Linked DNA regions of Rattus norvegicus: region 2 is linked to region 1. Evidence: chromatin contacts called from public HiChIP or PLAC-seq data. All regions are on one chromosome and are shown on one strand. Each heading gives the region's core, a stretch centred on a gene start, on an enhancer-like site or on the middle of the called end of the contact. The rest is flanking DNA. Distances are from core to core; before and after follow the strand shown. Region 1 has its middle 39 kb from the start of Acaa2. Region 2 holds the start of Lipg (lipase G, endothelial type).

The links. HiChIP or PLAC-seq counts read pairs in DNA pulled down with a chosen protein or histone mark.
Region 2: a contact with region 1 is called in an H3K27ac HiChIP or PLAC-seq map of oligodendrocytes, with 8 times the contacts expected there. The contact joins the promoter of Lipg here to the enhancer-like site in region 1. A contact is called at or near these places in 11 of 12 Hi-C or Micro-C datasets (the A7r5 cell line, the Rat2 cell line, Schwann cells and 7 more) and 1 of 1 datasets of contacts at active chromatin or transcription factors (oligodendrocytes).

Annotation. Positions count from the first base shown.
Region 1 is chr18:70,656,311-70,662,803 of GRCr8, forward strand. No RefSeq gene overlaps it. Among named protein-coding and RNA genes, the nearest start is that of Acaa2, 39 kb to the left of the region's middle. Within about 2 kb of position 1,666, at least 3 of the 93 cell types and tissues checked have an H3K27ac peak or open chromatin away from gene starts, as enhancers often do.
Region 2 is chr18:70,807,999-70,814,205 of GRCr8, forward strand. It overlaps Lipg (lipase G, endothelial type), which reads right to left and starts at 3,261. Exons shown (of 10, transcript NM_001012741.2): 1 at 2,889-3,261. The coding sequence starts at 2,985.

The sequences.
Region 1 (6,493 bases), core at 416-2,915:
TCCCATTCCCTTCCCCCCCTTCTCTCCATAGCTGGCCTCTACTCCTCTACTCTTCTATTTCCCAACTTCTCTTTCTCTCCCTCTTTCTCTGCCCTACTACCCTCTAACTCCCCTCCCCATGCCCTAAATAAGCTCTATTCTGTACGATACAGTCCTTGTGTGGCTGGTCCCTCAGGGGAAAGGGACATCTCAGCATGGGCCTGTGGAGGCACCCCCTTTCCTCAGACCTCCATAGAACATATCCCCCCTCTCTTTATCCTTTTATAAACAACACCATCCATACTGGGATTCTGGATCTACAGCATAGCTTCATGGCCCTCACTGCTGAGCCATGAATGACAGTGATACTTTGTTTCTTTAAGGCGAAGCCACTGCAGAGGGCTTGGAAGTTAACTCTCAGGCCTGACACTATAAAGGGGGCTGCTTGTCCCCGCCTCGATCCCTTGCTCTCGTTCTCTTTTGTGCTCTCTTGCTCTTACCCTCTTCCCTCTTTGTCCCTTCTCTCCCCATTTCCTTTCCCTCCCCCTCTCTCTACATGCTCATGGCCAGCCTCTACTCTTCTCCTCTCTTCTCTCTTCTCTCTTCTCTCTCCTCTCCTTTCCTCTCCCATCCCCTCCCCTCCTCCTCCTTCCTCTTCCTCTCCCCCCACTCTGCCCCCTACTACCCCCTTAATTTCCTTCCCATGCCATGAATAAACTTTATTCACCATCATGTTGCTGGTCTCCCAAGGGGAAAACATAATCCCCACCTCTTTATCTCTTTATAAATACATCAACATTATGGATTCTCCAAAACAGCTTGATTGTAGTTCAGATGGATCGAGAGTTCAGGGTCTGCCTAGGCTACCCTACTAGTTACGTTGCCCACTGTGAGAAGAAAATTCCATGACAGAAATAACTTAAAAGTGAGGTTTAGGAGCTGGAGAGATGGCTCAGTGGTTAAGAGCTCTGACTGCTCTTCCAGAGGTCCTGAGTTCAAATCCCAGCAGCCACATGGTGGCTCACAGCCATCTGTAATGGGATCTGATGCCCTCTTCTGGTGTGTCTGAAGAGAGCCACAGTACTCAGGTACATAAAACAAACAAAAAAAAAAAAAAAAAAGAAAGAAAGAAAGAAAAAAAAAGTGAGGTTTATTACAGCCTGTGGTTTCAGGGATTGTGGGATACCCAACAGCCCTGTGGCAGCAGGGATGTGTGAGAGGGGACATCTCACATTGCAGCCAGAGGGTTGTTTCCCTCAGGTATTCTCTTAACAGTAACAGGAAAAGTAATCAATGCCAGAGTAACAGGAAAAGTAATCGATGCCAGAACCCACCTTGAGAAGCACTGCCGGAAGCACCTGTATCCACACATTCAGTCCAGCACAGCACAGCGTCTGTAAATCACTGTCAGGGTTCAGTCCAAGGAGGCAGCATGGCAAGGATGCTTCAAACCTCCGGGATCCTTCTCCCAAGGCTAAGCATTCAGATCAGTTTATTACCACCTTGTCCTCTGGGGTTAATCAGCTAGAAATCAATTACACCCTGTGGGCAGTTTACATTCTGGATAGCCATCCCCCAATCAGCCAAGGGGAGGAAGGAGAACTGAGGCTTCTAGACAACTGACAGGCTGAGCCAGCCCTGCAAGGACTAGGAGTTGACAGCAATGCAGTGGGGCCCTGCACAGCCTGACACCATGCCGCATGACACCACATACCGTCCGGCTTGCCAGATACTTCACGTCTCTGTATGGCCTCACTGGCTCTGCGTGGCGATTAAGAAAAATATTTCTACTATTTGTTGATTTGAGAAGCAGCCTCTTGGGGACAAGCAATCTCTCTGAAGTTACACGGCTGTTACATGGATCTGCCTGGTTGTATAAAGTCTGGACACGTGAACCTGGAGAGACAGCTCAGTGGATAAGGGCACTGGCTTAATTCCCAGCACCTACATGGTGGCTCACAGTCCCCTGTAACTCCAGTCCCAGGAGATCCGATGTCCTTGTTGGCTCTGTGATCACAGCGTGTGGTGCCCAGACATATGTGCAGGCAAGACACCCATTCACATAAATAATGATAAAACACTTCTAAAAGATTGAAAAGACAATTAATAAGAAATGTCTGTAGCAGCTTTCTGGCTAATCCATTAAACATTGTGTGTGTGTGTGTGTGTGTGTGTGTGTGTGTGTGTGTGTGTGTGTGTGTTTCAAGACAAAAAAATCCCACTGGAAGAAGAAGGCAGCTTTCAGATGCCCTTCTAGCAGCAACCAGAGCCACAGCAAAGGCAAACTGTCCAGGAGGAAAGAGCATGTGATCCAAGCACACCCCACCCAGCTGAGTTGGAGCGGGAGTTAAAAGACTAGAGATTATATTTCCAGGCATAAAAAGGCTCACAACTCAGAGGCCTTCTGGAAAATGAACTTGGCAATGGAGCCCTTTGATCTCAAGGATGAGTCAAAATAAAGGGTCCTGTTACTCCAATGGTGGGGGAGAATGGTTTCCACACAAGAAGCATTAGCCACCCAAGAGAATAGACAAGGAAATGCTGACAAAGAGGAAAGCAGGATGACTGTACCAAGGGCTGGTCCCTTGTCACCCCTAGTATAGCCAAAGAAATGGTTATAACCAACCCATATTGTCCATGGGAAAACACACTTTGAACACACAGGCAGCAGGCTCTCCTGGTAAGGCACTTGCCTGAGGTTGAGCCTTAGAACCCACAGGAAACATCCAGGCCTGGCAGTGTGCACTCATCACCCTTACATGACAGGGAAAGGGGTTCAGGATGTGCTGATGGCCAAGTTACTCTGAGCTCCAGGATGAGAGACCCCATCAGACAGACAGACAGACAGACAGACAGACAGACAGACAGACAGACAAAAAAGGTGGAGAGCTAAAGGAAGACACCAGGCTGCCATCTAGCATCCACATCCACATCCGCATCCGCATCTGCATCCACATCCACATCCACATCCACATCCACATCCACATCCACATCCACATCCACACACACACACACATATTATTGTTTACCACAGTATCTAATGGACTAAGTGGCCCTCGAGCTTCTGGGACTCTCACACCTTCACCTCCCATCTCACTATAAGAAAAATGGATTTGCAGAAGCGTGCCACCTCACCCAGCTTCATGTGACATTTCTGGGAATTCAATCTCAGGTCATCATGCTTGTGTGTCGAGTCCTTTACCCACAAAGCCCCGCCTTGGAATATTGGTTGTTTGGTTTTTTTTTTTTTTAATGATCCCATGTTTGGCACCAGAGAAAATGGCAACTGGAAGTATTCAGACAAATGTGCCAAGTATAAGCTGAGACAACCAAAAAGCCATTCTAAAAATACACTGCAGAAGCTCTTGGCTACTTAGAATGGAGGGGCACTGTCCTCAGAAAGGCCTGCAGCAGAGGGTCCTGTAACTGCCTGGAGAATCAAGGAGACAAAGCTAAGTAACGGGGTCCATCCAAAGGAGAAAAAGTAAAATAAGATGGGGGAGAACTAATGATTTCTGTTTGTCATTGTTGTCTGTAAGGGCTGTCAGCTGGCGCCAGTTAATAAACCTACACCGAGTCTGGTGTAGGTGACTTTCCCATGTCATTGGGACAGGTCACTTCTTCCTTTGGGACCTCTCTACGGCCACTCGCTCTCCGGTCCATTTATATATTTCAACGTGTCACTTGCATTTACATCTAAGAGGATTTGCACAAATACGTCATCTATCTTTCTTAACTTATTTATCTCACTACTATTTTTCTCTAGACAGAGTCTCACATTGTATCCCAGGCTGCCCTGGAACTCTTTATGTGACTCAAGGTCTTCCTCAACCCTGGCCTCAGGTGGCTACTCACAGTAGACTGTTCACTACCACCCTCGAGCCTCTAGCTCTGCCTGTCTTCGTAGTCCTCAAACCATTCCTCTTCTCTTCCTCTCCTATCTCTCCACCACATACCTGCTCACTGTAGCACCCCCTGCCTGCACCATGTGAGGCTCTGGGTGTGTTCTGTCCCAGTAAACAATTTTTAAAAAAATAGAATACTCATCATTTCTTGGGCTAGAGCCTGCGGGGTAGGTAGCTCACGTGGTCAAATGACTTTAGTTTATCACCAGAGAGGCTAGGTTCAGCTTTTCTATAGGAAACATCATAAGTTCAAAACAGTTACTCCATGGGAGCGGAGACGGGGCGGGGGGTGGGTTGGGGACAACCAAAGGACCACTGTCACCTAAGCAAGGAAGGTGGCAGCCTGGAGCATAACCTGCCTCCAACCTGACTCTCATTTTTGTCATCCAAATCATGTCCTGGGTGGCTCCCCTCCCTCCCCTCTCCAGGCAGAATTCCTTCCCTTAGGTGCATTCTGGATTTTGCACAGACTTGCACAAGTGCTCATCCCACCGCACACTGTGGCTCATTTAATAACATGCCCCGAGTCCACAAATTCCCTGAGAGCAAGCACTGTGTCCTTCGGATCCTGCTTCTCCCCCAAGAAGCAGACCAGAGTGCTTGAGCACGGTCGTATTCCGGTGTAGTAAATAAACAGTCTTCCAACTCTGCCGAGCTCTGGGGACATCATTGGAGTGTGCCAGCCTATGAGGACCAGAGACCAGAGGATGACTGATGGAAATGACAGGGATCCACCGTCTACACTGCGGATCGGCGGAGATCGGACTCGAACTCGTAATGTTAAAAAGAGACGTTGGGGGGCGGGGTGTTGGGGATTTAGCTCAGCGGTAGAGCGCTTGCCTAGCGAGCGCAAGGCCCTGGGTTCGGTCCCCAGCTCCGAGGGAAAAAAAAAAAAAAAAGAGAGAGAGAGAGAGAGAGAGAGAGAGAGAGAGAGAGAGATGTTCCAGTTTTCTGTGGATAAAATGTCCCGGGCGAACTTCAGTTGAGGCTTAATCCAGGAACTGAAGAAATGCACCAAGACTGAGTGTGATGCCTGCCGCTGTTCCTGTTTCTACGTGTGGAAAGGACCCTATAGGACCCTAAGTCTAAACCATGCAGGTCGGTGCACGCCGAGGAAGAGCATGCATGTTGTCCCCAGCAAGTCCAGCGAAATTGGTCTTAATTATCACCAGTTCCCCGAAATACCTCCTACACTGAACCGGGGGAATGAGATGTTCTGATTCCACAGCTTGATAAAGATTCTAGCTGCAGACTGCTGAATCGCGTAAAGAGCGTGTTCCAGGCTGAGCACGGTGTGCTGGCTCGAGATTTATGGAGCGGGCACCCCAGCTCAGCCAGCAAGCAGCGTGGGAACCTGCCAAGTTGCTACACACCACATCGCAAGCAACACTGCCTTTCCTTCCACACGACGCAGCTGGACTCGTGGGTCTCAGCTTATCCCGCCATTCTCAACGCCCCCCTTCTCTTTAGCACTCCAGCATTCTGATACCCTCCACCCTACGAGGCCCAGCCGCCATAGCCCCTTCAGCCATTCCCGTCTCAGGATAGTCCTGTCCGGCCACAGACATCGTTGGGAGCCTTGTATGGGATTGAGTGTTAGCCCCTCAAGCTTCTTGAAAGCTGCTACCTGTCCTAAGGGCTCCAGATGCTGATGACTTGGCCTCTGACTCCTGGCTGTCTAAGTTCCTGTCTCCGGTTTCGCCACACTGCTGTGGAAGTTTGCACCTCGGCTGCATTACAGACTTTGAGCCCTAGGGGTCGCCAGATAACCTTGCCATTCCCGTGCTCCAGCATTAAGAACAATAGCAGAAGTGAAAGGTAGGGAGGAAGAGCCAAGTATCAATGGAGTTCCTTCAGCCGTTCACCCCCTTCCCCAGGTTGTTCCCTCGACCATCCCTATCCCTTGGATCCTGGCAATATCGGAGCCCAGGGCTCAGCAGACATTGTGTCTACAATCCCAGAAACGGGAATCTGGACACAAGTCCGAGACCAACTTGTTCTACACAGTGAGTTCCAACCTGTAAGGGCTACTTGACACCCTGACTCAAATAATGCAAAACGAAAGAATAACATCAAGTATTCTAGGGGCTCTGCGAGGTCTGAGTCACCTGCCCCAGAGTTCAAAGGTCATGAGCCTTCCCTGGGAACAGCCTCATAAGAGCTACTCCCTCAATCCCTCTTCCAGATGGACCTATTGTCTGTCAGGATACAAGGTTAGCCCTAACATGGACTGAGTTGAGGAACCATCATTATTATGAAATGGGAGGAGCTCCTTTAGGGAAAATCATATATCTCAGGGACATTAAATGTCCCTGAGCTCCTGGGAGCTGCTGGAAGGGCCCTTGACACTGATAAGCTTGCCCTGGGTGTCTCCCTGAAGTAGTTAGAGCACTAATGAGGTGGGGTCCTTTTCCTCGGCACCCGCGGGGACAGATTCATAGTAAAGTTCTGATTAGGTTTCTAGCTTCTCTCAACAGGCTCCGCTGATTCCTGCTCCCAGCTTAGTCCAGTGAGGAGGTCATTGACCATATAGAGCTCACTTCTCACCATGGCACCCAATATGTACTAAAAGATGCCCCAAAGTCATAGACCTCCACCCAGAACCTATT
Region 2 (6,207 bases), core at 2,011-4,510, 150 kb after region 1:
GAGGGAGAGGGGTTGGCAAGGAGTGACAGCGACATCAAGGGAGGAGGCAAGCATTGAGAAACATATCGCATATTGCAGGGCAGCCCCAGTAGAGTCTGAGGTATCCCCCATGGATCAAGTGTACTAACACTTTTCTGCAGAGAAACATAGGACAACTCACACTCTAGAGAGAAAAAATACAAAGACCACAAGTAGCTCTCTCTCGGGGTTTGCTGCCACAGGACCTGAGAGCATATCAGGTTCTTGCCATACAAGTTCCCAGGTTCCAAGTTTTGAGAGGTTTGGGATTATATTGATCCACTGTACAAAGGGCTTTCCCTGACATTCCCATTGCGATCTAACACTTACTTCAAAGACCTTACACATTCTCAGGGCTCTCTGCAGGAGCAACAGGCACCAGTTTGTTACTCCAATAGCAGAAGCCACGGGAAAATGCCTCAGAGCAGCAAAGCTGCCCCTTCCAGCTCTCTGTCACATACACTGCTGTCCTTTCCTGCTCCCAGGACGTGGCACCGACGGCCACGTGACACTATCACTTAAGACAGTCACTAACTGGCCCACACTGTGGCTCCTCCATCCACCCTAGTAAACCTCTCTTGATAGTGGATTAGGAAAGAAGAGTGTACTCAGCTGTTACCCAGAAATCTCAGGGAGATATCAAATGAGCATCCCGGAGCCTAATTTCACCAAGAGTTAAGAAACGGAAGGATGAGGCAGTTCTTCTTTTTTTTTTTTTTTTCTTTTTCTTTTTTTTCCGGAGCTGGGGACCAAACCCAGGGCCTTGCGCTTGCTAGGCAAGCGCTCTACCACTAAGCTAAATCCCCAACCCGATGAGCCAGTTCTTATATGTAGCACAAGACTGTCGTCCCAGCTACTTTGAGGCTGAGGGCAGGATGACAGCAAGACCGGAGACCTGCCTGAGGTACAGAGTGAACGGAAGGCAAATCTGAACGATTTAGCCAGTCCTGGTTTCCAATTCTTAAAAAATAACAAGCACTCATAGTTAGTTGTAAGGGACCAGGGGTGCAGCTCTGTAGCACAGGGTGTTTGGTACATGCAAGGCCACGGATTTAATCTCCAGAATCTAAATGATACACAAGGGAAACAGTAATGAAACTCAAGACAGTCAACAGCCTGCCTGGCGTGCACAAGACACTGAGTTTGAGGCTCAGCACCACACAAACCAGGTGTGGTGGCACATGCTCGTGAGTTTGAGGCCAGCCAGGGCTACATGAGACATTGTCCCCCCACCCCCACCCCCATCCCTAAGGGAAAAACAAAACAGGGAAGAGGGCAGAGAAACGATAGCCATGGAGACACAAGGCGCTGGGGACATATGCCAGACGAAAGAGGGACAAAATCCAAAAAAGCACAGCTAAAGACACATGACCCGAACACGGGTTCACCGTCATGAAATTAAAGCCCCAACTGGCAGAAATTTGAGCTACCAATTCTGTCCTCCAACCTGGATAACCATTCTCACAGAGAGCAGATGGGGTAGCTTAGGGAAAAGGGGGAGCTGTTGGCCTCCCAAGAGAGCTGAAGCTAACCCCAAACATAGACAAGGAGGACCACCCTGATTCCTGGCTTGCTCTGACCTCACCCCACTGCAATCCAGCTTGGTTCCTACAACTTAAGGACTGGTCACTTTGGCTTCTGGGCCTTCGTGGTGGTTCTTCACCCAGATGACCCTCTCGGTTTCTTGCTCAGGGGTCAAGTTCTAGATAAGGTTCTCCCTGACCGCTCATGGTAAAATGTACGCCCCCCACCCGCTAACCCCCAACCTGATGGCAGCACTTTAAACCTCCCTCAGCTTTGCTTCCCTCCCTCACTCCTGAATAGCTTTTGCCTACATTAGTTTGAAAGGCTGAGATTAGATCCCACAAGGATAGGGACTGCCATCTATTCTGTTCCTTGCTGTCTTCCTCCCACCATCAACAGTCTCTGGTACTGGGATGCAGGGATAACTTTTCAAAGGAATGGCACCATCCCCCTAGTCAGAACCACCGAACACAGAAAGTTGAAAGAACTTCAGATGCCACCCACCTCAAGTCACCCTTCATGCTAACACTAGCTAGGAGAAGCTACCTTCCCCCCCCCGCCCCCCAGCCCCTTCCAAATTAAGCTCCCAGGTACCGATAAACTAACGTGGACTCCTAGCTCCTGGCTCTATATCTGCAGATTAACTGAAATGATAGGTCTTGGCTTGGGTGCTCTGGGGCCCTGCACTGACACTGGCTCTGGATGACCCCGCCCTCACTCCGCCCGCCCGCCCTTGCAGGTTGCCTCCGGTCCAAGAGTTCTATACCGAACCAAAGAAGCCAAGAGCAAGACGCTAGAAGAATGGGGGAGAGGGGAGAGGAAGGACGATTTATTCCGGGAGGATGTCACAGACCAGGTGTTCTCTACAAGCCATTATTCATCTGAGACTCTCCACGCCACCTCCACCGTAACTTCCAAAACACCTAAGCGCTGATGAAGGGGGGCAGGGGGAGAGGCACCGGAAGTTAGAGCGCTTTCTAAGAATCCTCTAGCCTCACCAACCTCCAAAGACAAGACACGGTTTAAAACATGATATAATTTAAGCGCGGCTAGAAGGCAGCTCAGCTAGCCGGACTGCGCTATCAATGGGATGGGAAGGAAGCAAAGAGAGGGCTCCAGCCCACGCACTCTGCTCGCCCGCAGCCTCCAGGACGGCTTGCTAACGGATGCTCTTCTCCGAAAGGCCAGGGCAAGTGGCCTCCGAGACCGAGGAGGAGAACACAGACAATGCAGTGGGGAAGGATTTCGTTGGGATGTAGAAGCACTGACGAAGGGTCCGCAGGACGGTAAGGGCCCAGCGCAGAAAAGAAGTGAGAAGAATAATAATAAAAATAAATGCACATTACCTCGCAGCGACCCCTGGGGACGTAAGGTTGTGAGACTTCCCGCCGGGAAGCAACAATAGAGGCTCCAGAAGCCGAGCAGGAAAACCGGGTCTCGCATCCTTCCCCGCCACGCCCCCTCCTCTCAAGCAGGTTTTTTTTTGGTTTGGGGTTTTGTTTTGTTTTGAAGCCACTAAAACCTCCTGAGCCTAGAAGTGGACAGGCCGGGTCCCGGCCAGAAGGTGATGGGGTGGGCAGCGGGAGCAGAAGTTACAACCTGGAAGGTTGGTAGCGCTGCGAGCGGCGAGGGGGAAAGGGAGCGGGTGGAGGGACACGCTGCCCAGCTCGACCTGTCCTCGCCCGGACCTGCAGTGAAGCCGGGACTCGCCGCTGTCACACCGCGAACTCCAGGAGAGGTACTTTTTAAAAGTATTCTAGTCATCTGACCCATCGCCAGATGGATATTTGCATAATTTATTCCCGTCTCGGGACTCTGATTGGTCACACCTTCACTGACGCCCGAACCGAGAACTCCCCAAAGTTTGAATGAAAGTACCACACACCCCACCACGTGGACGCCCGCAGGGATAAACTAGCGACACTGCGGTCCCGCTGCACGGGCTGCTGAGTTGCTAGCCTCCCCGGCTTCCCTTCCTATCCGTGAACCCTCAGATCCTCCACTTGCTCCTGGATCCAGCAAAGGGATAGTTCTCCAAAATGGTACTCCCTCTGGAGAAGAGATCCCCGGAGACAAGATGGGGGAGCCAGCAGTGCTGGGGTGGTCCCTCCGCACCCAGAACTGAGGGTGGGGATGGGGGAAAGCCACCTAGTCGTTCGCTCCATCTTTCTCTAGAACAGCTTTGGCCCCAGGTGCTAGCAGCATGATGGCAGATCCAGGAGCTGTGGACTGGGGTCTGCATTTTAGGGTTACACATACCCCACCTCAAAGACCTCGTTTCATTACTAGCTGCCACACTCGGGACAAGCCTCCCGACGTGTACAAGGCCATTCCCTCACCCCTTAATGTAAGGGGATAACAGTTCCTGAGGCTTAGGGATCGTGAGCTAATTGGCTCGCTCGCCTAGGAGAGCGCTTAAGGCGGGTAGGCGCTCTGTTGTCTCTGGGGAGTACCACACGCAGGTGAACCCAGAAAGGGTCTAAGACATGTGTCCCAACCTCTCCCAGCTTCCCGGTGTGTGAAATGAAGCATCCTCCTGTCAAGTTTCCATCCTTTCCTCCCTCTTTAATCTGGATCCTGTATCTAGGGGCCACAAACGGACGAAACTGTAATCCGGAGTCTGTACAGAGTTCCTGAGTCTGGGGCGGTGACCGAGGCAATGCACCTCCCAGCCAGTGGAGACCCTGAGCGCCCGGCCAACTGGAACCCGCGCCGCCTCGGGGCTGCGCGTCACCATCCACTCTTAACAGCTAGGGAAAACTGCTTCACTGGCCACACCCTAGACGGAGAACCCCTCCAGTAGCCCCGCAACCCTTCCTCCCTAGAGTGAGCGTTCCAGCTGGAGGGACCCGTGTGAAAAAAAAAAAAAAAAAAAAAAACCGGCCCTAGCGAGTAAGTCCTGTTCCGTGACTCTGGCTGCCAGACAGCACACTTCGTGGCTCATGTGAGCTGTCACCGATTAACAAGAAGTAGATTGGCTTTATCTTTTGAGAGTAAGATTCAGTGTGATCGATTTGTGGGAAGGTTGATATCACCTCCAGTGTCCCTCCCACTGGCCCTTTCCCTTGGCAAACTAAGAGCACAAGGCAGGTGTCACCTGCACTTAACAGATAGAAACCGGCACCAGACTGGCTGCTTCTTTGGAGGAAGTCTCCGTCTGTCTTTACTGCCCTAGGTTGGCCTTGGCCAACTGTCCTCTAGATAGGAGCCTTTGGCAAGCTTTACTAGCTGAATCTTTATAGCCAAAATCAAGGGCTAGCCTGTGGTTGATAAATAAATAAATAGGTAGGTTTTGTTTTCATTAGTTGGGGACAACCACGGTGAAAGGATAGCAGGAGCGCAGAAATCTCCCAGCAGCCTTCTCCAAGCCCCCTTTCTCTTTCTGCATTTCGGCCATTGTCTCGAGCAGTATGCAGGGTGTGTCTTGGAGACCTTTGTCACAGAAGAGACCACGAGGGAGGAGTAGGTATCCCTGCTTATTTTGCCCGGTGAGACAAACAAACAACAAAAACAAAAAGGTTCAGCAAAAAAAATTTTTTTTTAATTGAAAAGGCTGTGAAACCTTTAACGTTTCGTCGCTAGTTGTTTAGAGCGCCCACCGGTGTCCGCATGTTAAAACACAATGTGAGATGTTAAAACACAATGTGAGACGTTTCAAAGGACCTACTGAGGTTACAACCACGGCATTAGAGTGCACAGTATCAGTTGTCGTTCGTTCCTCATACATTTCAGGGGAGTTTTCAGCTGAACTAGTCTCATTAGGAACTTCCGTTGGGCTCCAGCCACGATTACAAGAGTTACCATGGTAAAGGATTCTAGACATTTACTTGGGGCAGCCAGCGTCTGAAGACCTTTCTTGTGGTAAAGAAATGAATCCCCTCGTATTCTAAGACCCATCTTCCAAAGCAGGCACTAACGCCAGCCTCCCTCACATGGGTACCCAAGTGCACCTAATGAACAGACTAAACCAGTGAGGTTCGCATCATTCCTTCGTGCCGGTTGGTTAGAGCGCCCTCCTGTGTCTCCACATTAAAACAACGGGAGACGTTTCAAAGTTCGAAAGGCGGTTACAATCAAGGTATCCATAAAGAGCCAGTTCTACTTACCTGATGCAGCGTGGAGAGTCGCCAGTAGATGAGTGTGCAGAGAACTCTGGGCTTGCCACCTTCAAGCTGAGCCCTTCAAGCTGGGTTGCTCTGCTCTGAGGGTTCCAAATGCTACTCAGTGCCCCAGTAGTATCCAGAGCCGTTTACATTACTTACAACAAAGAAAATGACTCAACTGGTGTTTGTGGAGCAGCTACTTAGAGACAGAGGGACTCAGAGTGGTCCAGACGCCATCCTTGCCTCCTATAGCTACAATCTTGATCTATAGGTGCCCAGAAATTTCCATTACAGCTGTATTAATTAACTCCGGTATTAGCCCTGAAAACAGCTTGATTTTTTTTTTTTTTTTTTTTTTTTTTTTGCTGTTCTACAAGTCCGGGATGAGTAAAGCAACATTTTCCAGTTCTACTGAAAGCCCTTTATAGCCCTCAGTGTGTACTTACATAGCATAGAGAGCCCTAGTGTCTCTTCTACCAACCATCCTAATCCCACAATAGATCCTACCCTAGAGACCTCAACAAAACAGCCACCTCCCAAAGGCCCTATCCCCTAAAACCGT